Linked DNA regions of Mus musculus: region 1 is linked to region 2. The links are chromatin contacts, called in public Hi-C maps. All regions are on one chromosome and are shown on one strand. The core of a region is the stretch at or near the end of the contact, and the rest is flanking DNA. Distances in the headings are between cores, read along the strand shown.

Evidence for each region. Hi-C and Micro-C count contacts between places; a contact is called where the count stands out from the background.
Region 1: a Hi-C map of uterus shows a contact between it and region 2. The contact joins the enhancer-like site here to the promoter of Glud1 in region 2. A contact is called at or near these places in 2 of 39 promoter capture datasets (frontonasal cranial neural crest and hippocampal neurons), 6 of 484 Hi-C or Micro-C datasets (muscle stem cells, rod photoreceptor, stem cell-derived neurons and 1 more), 14 of 115 datasets of contacts at active chromatin or transcription factors (craniofacial prominence, embryonic basal ganglia, embryonic fibroblasts and 11 more) and 1 of 9 other capture datasets (adipose tissue).

The regions. Positions count from the first base shown.
Region 1 is chr14:34,564,539-34,567,238 of GRCm38.p6, forward strand. Ldb3 (LIM domain binding 3) reads right to left here. Exons shown (of 15, transcript NM_001039074.2): 8 at 2,319-2,355. Among named protein-coding and RNA genes, the nearest start is that of Ldb3, 23 kb to the right of the region's middle. Within about 2 kb of position 1,418, at least 42 of the 459 cell types and tissues checked have an H3K27ac peak or open chromatin away from gene starts, as enhancers often do. A contact at or near this core is called in adipose tissue, muscle stem cells and uterus, where this site is marked.
Region 2 is chr14:34,309,313-34,312,012 of GRCm38.p6, forward strand. Glud1 (glutamate dehydrogenase 1) reads left to right here and starts at 1,415. Exons shown (of 13, transcript NM_008133.4): 1 at 1,415-2,030. The coding sequence starts at 1,586. It overlaps Shld2 (shieldin complex subunit 2), which reads right to left and starts at 1,205. Exons shown (of 10, transcript NM_001360074.1): 1 at 855-1,205.

The DNA.
Region 1 (2,700 bases), core at 168-2,667, 260 kb after region 2:
TTTGTCATCAGTGTTCAATGACAAAGTGAAGGACAATTCTAGAACCTCTGTGAATCTAGTGAATGTACTCTGTTTAGTACTGTTGGGAAATTCTTTGCTAGCCAAAGAACAGGAGGATGAGGGATGAACGGGGGGGGGGGGGGGGGGGGGGAAAGAGCAGAGAGAAGAAGGAGGCCTGCTGGTTCTGCTTAGACTCTGGTGCTTGGAAGTCCCAGCCTCCAGCTGTGGCTTTCAGACTTGCCAGGGAGCCAGAATACTTGGGGCCAATGTGGGAGGAGGGACGAGCAGGGTGGTAGCTGTCATCAACCCACAGGATGGATCAGAGGGCCCTGGGAGTCAGCTTCTAACTCTGGAGTCAGGGTGTGACTCTGACCACTCAGAAGCAAGTCCCCTGAGCAATATGAAGGCGGCACACAAGGGACAAACATGCTTTCTTCTGCTCACACGGCCACTCGAGTGAGTGAGCCTAGGGCCCAAGTGGCTGCAGACTCTACTTGTTCCAAGCATGATGGAACTAGGGCATGCGCAGCCTCTGCCCCAGAACCCCTGGCTACCGGAATTTGGAGACAGAGAAGGCTCTGTCAACCCTCAACAAATTAAAGTCCGAAAAAGAGACAGAATCAGGAGCCTTGCTCCCTCTGCTCCTGTGGGGAGGGTTTGCTGGAACCTCAGGGGCCTCACTGAAGGACCTGAATCCTGGGAGGAATGGCCTGGGGCTGAGGGAGAAAGCAGGCTGAAGCCTTTTCTTGGGAATGTTTGCCAGATTTTCTCCCAAGAAAACTCTATGGTGGGTCCTGCTAATGTTCCAGGGTACACAGGAACCAGGTTAGCTTTCCTACTGGGACTCCGTCCTTCTAAGCACAACCAGCTGGCGACGAGCATAAGCTTAGCATGACTGCTGTGCACATGGGACAGGAAGAGAACACAACGTGGCCAGAATAGGTGGCAGAAGCCATGAAGGAGGAAGGATGGTGTGTCTTATGGGTGTTGGGGGGGGGGGAAGGCCTGCAGTTGACTTCCCAGTGGATAGAACCTGGGCTATAAGCTATTTACTGTGTTGGGGAAGCAGCATAAAGACCCCTATGTTGACTCTTTGGGAAAGTCTGCATTGCTTCCTGGGACATCTATGTGGGTGGTTTCAGTGAAGAGGGTGGGAAAAAAAAAACACAGAAATAGCATGTAAGGTCAGCAGAGCTCCGGAGGACTAGGGAGCTGAGAACTCAACCACATAGAGCAGCTGGCTCGCCACGTCTGCGCCAAATGCGGCGAGAGCATCTCTGGCGCTCTGTTCGAGATGCGCTCCAGGAGCTGAGGGGTTAAGCACATTTCCGGGATGACATCATGCCACCCTTAGCAGGCCTGGGAGGAGCACACTCCCAGCCAAGAAGTCGGAGCAGCTCGGGTTGGCAACGATACAACCATCCAAAGCACAGGGAGTCCCAGCTGGCCCGAGAACTCGCCTCTCCTAGAGTTCTGTGGCCATCATGTGTCGTTAGCAAGTACGGAAAGCTTGGCTCATGGGAGAACATGCCTTTGAGTCCCAGACCCTCCCAGAGAGACCACCACAGGACTCACTGGCCCCAGACAGACTGTCCAAGAAGAACATGCAGATGACATACTCACTACCGCAAGTAGACAGATAATCACACAGGCCCCATGCCTCACCATGGAAGGCCCTCACAGGTTCCAGTGGGTTTCAAAACAGCCATGCCCCACTCATGCCCAGGTCTACAGCTCCTAAGAGGGCACAGGCAGTAGGCAAGTGGTGGCGCCCCAGACTTGCCACTGACCAGGAGGCCGTGCCCTGAGATGCCTATACAAGCCCCTCCTTGTGCCGAGGGCGCATACATTCTTGCAGCTGCTGTTATATTTCAAGCAATTTATAGAACTGGTGCTTCAGTGTCTATATGGGCAGGAGAGTCTGGAAGTATCCGTGCCTAGTGTGGCCCCCTGTGTGCCTGCTCACAGTGCCAAGCCTTTAGCCTGACTAGGGGACAAGCCCAAAGTTGAGTGTGCAGGCGAGGCATGGGTCCACTGCCCTCACCAAGAAATACGTCCTTATTCTCCAAAGCCCAGTGAAGGCCAAAGCAGCCCTGCCTCTGCCCAGTAAGGGAGCCAGGATCCTCCTCACTCCGGTCTCTACCTTGGTGACCTGGGAAAGCCACCCTAGCCTGGGTCCGTGGAGAGCCCTTGAAGGGCTGAGCTTTTCAAATACATGAACAAGAAAAGTTCTTTCCATGAGTCATGTGGCCTGGGGGGTACCCGGGGAGGGACAGGGTTAGAAGGCAAGGCCATGGAACCCAAGACTAGGCACCTACCTTGACCTTCGCAGAGCCTCTTCATCAGGGTCTTGCACTGCGGGAGAAGAAAGTTGGTCAGGAGGACTCACAGCGAACATAGGAAGAGGAAAAAAAAAAAAAAAGCCACGAGAGCTTTGTGGACAGTTAAGTCCCTAGGAATCTGCCAGGCCCTAAACACTTCCTGTGCCATCTTGTCAGTGGTGGCATTGAGCGTGTACGTGCCAGGCCTCTGCCAGGGAGAGTTGAGAGGGCACGATGTAGTTGGGACGGGGTGGTCAGAGAAATCCTACAGGTCCTCTCCTCTCGGCCCTGAGCCCATCACCTTGCTGGAAGCCATATGACAAGGCATCTGTTCTTGTTGAAAGTTGGGGGTTAGAATGGAAGATCCACCTAGGGGCCG
Region 2 (2,700 bases), core at 165-2,664:
GCAACTTAACTGGTCTAGGTTGTCACTTCACGTGTACAAAACATTTTAAGAACTAAGAATTTCTCTTTCATGCTTAGTAGATGAATAAAGTCATGTAAGAGATGAATAGTGTCACAAAGTCCAAGGGTTTACAAAATCGCCAAGGCACTCTGGGGTGATTTTACTAGTAATGTGGCACGTGATAGGTAGCTTGACTTAAAGGATGTTAGTGTGTGTGTGTGTGTGTGTTCAACTGGATTTTCTTGTAGCTTTGTTTGAGAAAAATGAGTATCTCATGTTGCCCAGGCTGGAATCAAACTCTATCCTCCTGCCCCCACCTCTCAGGTTCTGGGGTTCCCAGAGTGTAGCACTCAAGCCTGGCTACCATTGTGAAAATTATAACTTAGTAATCAGATCCTAGACCATTTAAATAATATGTGTATGTATATATATATGTATATATATGTGTGTATATATATGTGTGTGTGTATATACACACACACACACACACAGGATGTCACATTCCTTTAATCTAAGCACTCAGGCACTCAGACAAGGCCAGCCTGATCCATAAAGTGAGTCGCAGAAATTAAATATATATACTGAGACATTATATTTCTAGTTTACTTTAGGACGTGATTCCAAAAGAGGGGCACACACTCAGTCAATGGTGGAGTTACAACTATGTGCGGGTGTGCTGACTCAAGCCTGTAATCCTAGCACTCAGGGGAGTGGGCTGGGGGAGCAGAAGCAGGCAAGTTCCCATGAGTTCTGGGCAAGCCTGGGCTACAGGGGCCCTGACTTTTCAAAAAAAAAAAAAGGTAAAATAAAGTGGCACGCGAAAGAGTCAACAATGCTTTGCATAACTGTTTTACCTCAAAATCGCTGAAGTTGCCTACAACAAATTAAAACCTTGTGCAAAGTAAAGGCCTGTGGGGTCAGGGCCTCCCTCCTGTCCTGAGGCTTCTTGCTTTCCCGGTTCCTCAACAGTCGGATTCGGGATGAGTCGGGATTTGCCCCGCGCCTCTTCGGCTTCGGCGCGGCGTCACTCTCCGGCCGGCCGCGCAGCGGATCCGCACACCGTTCCGGCCCAAGGCGGAAAGGAGGGGCCTGGTGACTCATGCGGCCGGGGCTGCTGGCCAGCCAGCGAGGCCTCCCTGCAGTCCGCTTCCACCTCCCAGGCCGCCGCGCGTGCACACGGGACCGACCTTCCGGGCCGCGGCCGCGTCCGACCGCTCTCAGGAGCCCAGGCCTCCGGGCCGCAGCCCGCGCGCGTCCACGCTAGCCCCGCCCCCGCCCGCGAGCATGCGCACCAAGCCCATCTGCAAAGGCGCGCCCCCCGCCGCCGCAGCCGCACGCGCCGCCGCCTGGAGGCCGGGCAAGGCCGCGGCGGAGGCGAGGCCCAGCGCCCTGGGCGGCGCGCGGCCGCCGAAGTCCGTCCTCCCGGTGGGGCGACAAGCGGCGCAGGGGAGGGGACAGCCAGACAAGCAGGAAGCCGCGGCTTAAAAGGGCAGCTCGCGCCCAGCCCTTCCTCCCCGCGGTCCAGGCCTGCGAGCTCCGGTCTTTACAGCTCCCGCCGCACTCGCCTCAGCCCGCCGCCGCCGCCATGTACCGCCGTCTGGGCGAAGCGCTGCTGCTGTCCCGCGCCGGGCCCGCTGCCCTGGGCTCTGCGGCTGCAGACTCAGCCGCGCTGCTGGGCTGGGCCCGCGGACAGCCCTCCGCCGCCCCGCAACCCGGGCTCACGCCGGTCGCCCGGCGCCACTACAGCGAAGCGGCCGCCGACCGCGAAGACGACCCCAACTTCTTCAAGATGGTGGAGGGCTTCTTCGACCGCGGCGCCAGCATCGTAGAGGACAAGCTGGTGGAAGACCTGAAGACCCGGGAGAGCGAGGAGCAGAAGCGGAACCGGGTGCGCGGCATCCTGAGGATCATCAAGCCCTGCAACCATGTGTTGAGCCTCTCCTTCCCCATCCGGCGCGACGACGGCTCCTGGGAGGTCATCGAAGGCTACCGGGCCCAGCACAGCCAGCACCGCACGCCCTGCAAGGGAGGTGAGCGCCCTCCGGCCCCTTTCTGTCCTCCCTCCCCTCCAGACTCCCGTAGCCCGGGCCGCTACTCGGCCCAGCCCAGTTCTGCAGGCCGTGCCCCGCTTCGGGCTCCCCCGCCTCGGGTGTGGCAGCCTTAGAGGATACTGATTTTTTTTTTCCGCCCTAAAACTACCACGTAATATGCCAGCCTTTTTACTGGGCAAGTCTTCACCCCAAGCCTCTGCTTGTGTTGATGCTGACTTCACTGAGGACACTGTACAGCTTTTCTTTAGCCTCGGTGCCTGTCATGTCATAGACCGTGAACCCTTAACGCCAGCAGCCGACGATACAAGAACAGAGAAAAATTATCTTCTTTTTGGAGTTGGAATCTTGAAAGTTTGATTAACCAGCGCAGCTTACTAATCTTCTAAATTATTATAATTTTACACTGATGGCTTTTTGTGTTGTGCCTCTTTTCTCCCCTTGGAAAATGTAAAATATCGAGCAGAGTAAGGTCTCTGACAAACAGGGCGACCTGACATTAAATCTAAAGGGTGTAGACTACAGAACTGCCTGCCAGCCAATAGAATGAAATAGCCCTGGGGGTGTGTTCTTGTCCTGGCTAGTACCAGAATTGAGCCTAGGCAAAAGGTAGAGTCCTTAGGGAGTTGAATCAGTTAGATTTGGTAGTTAC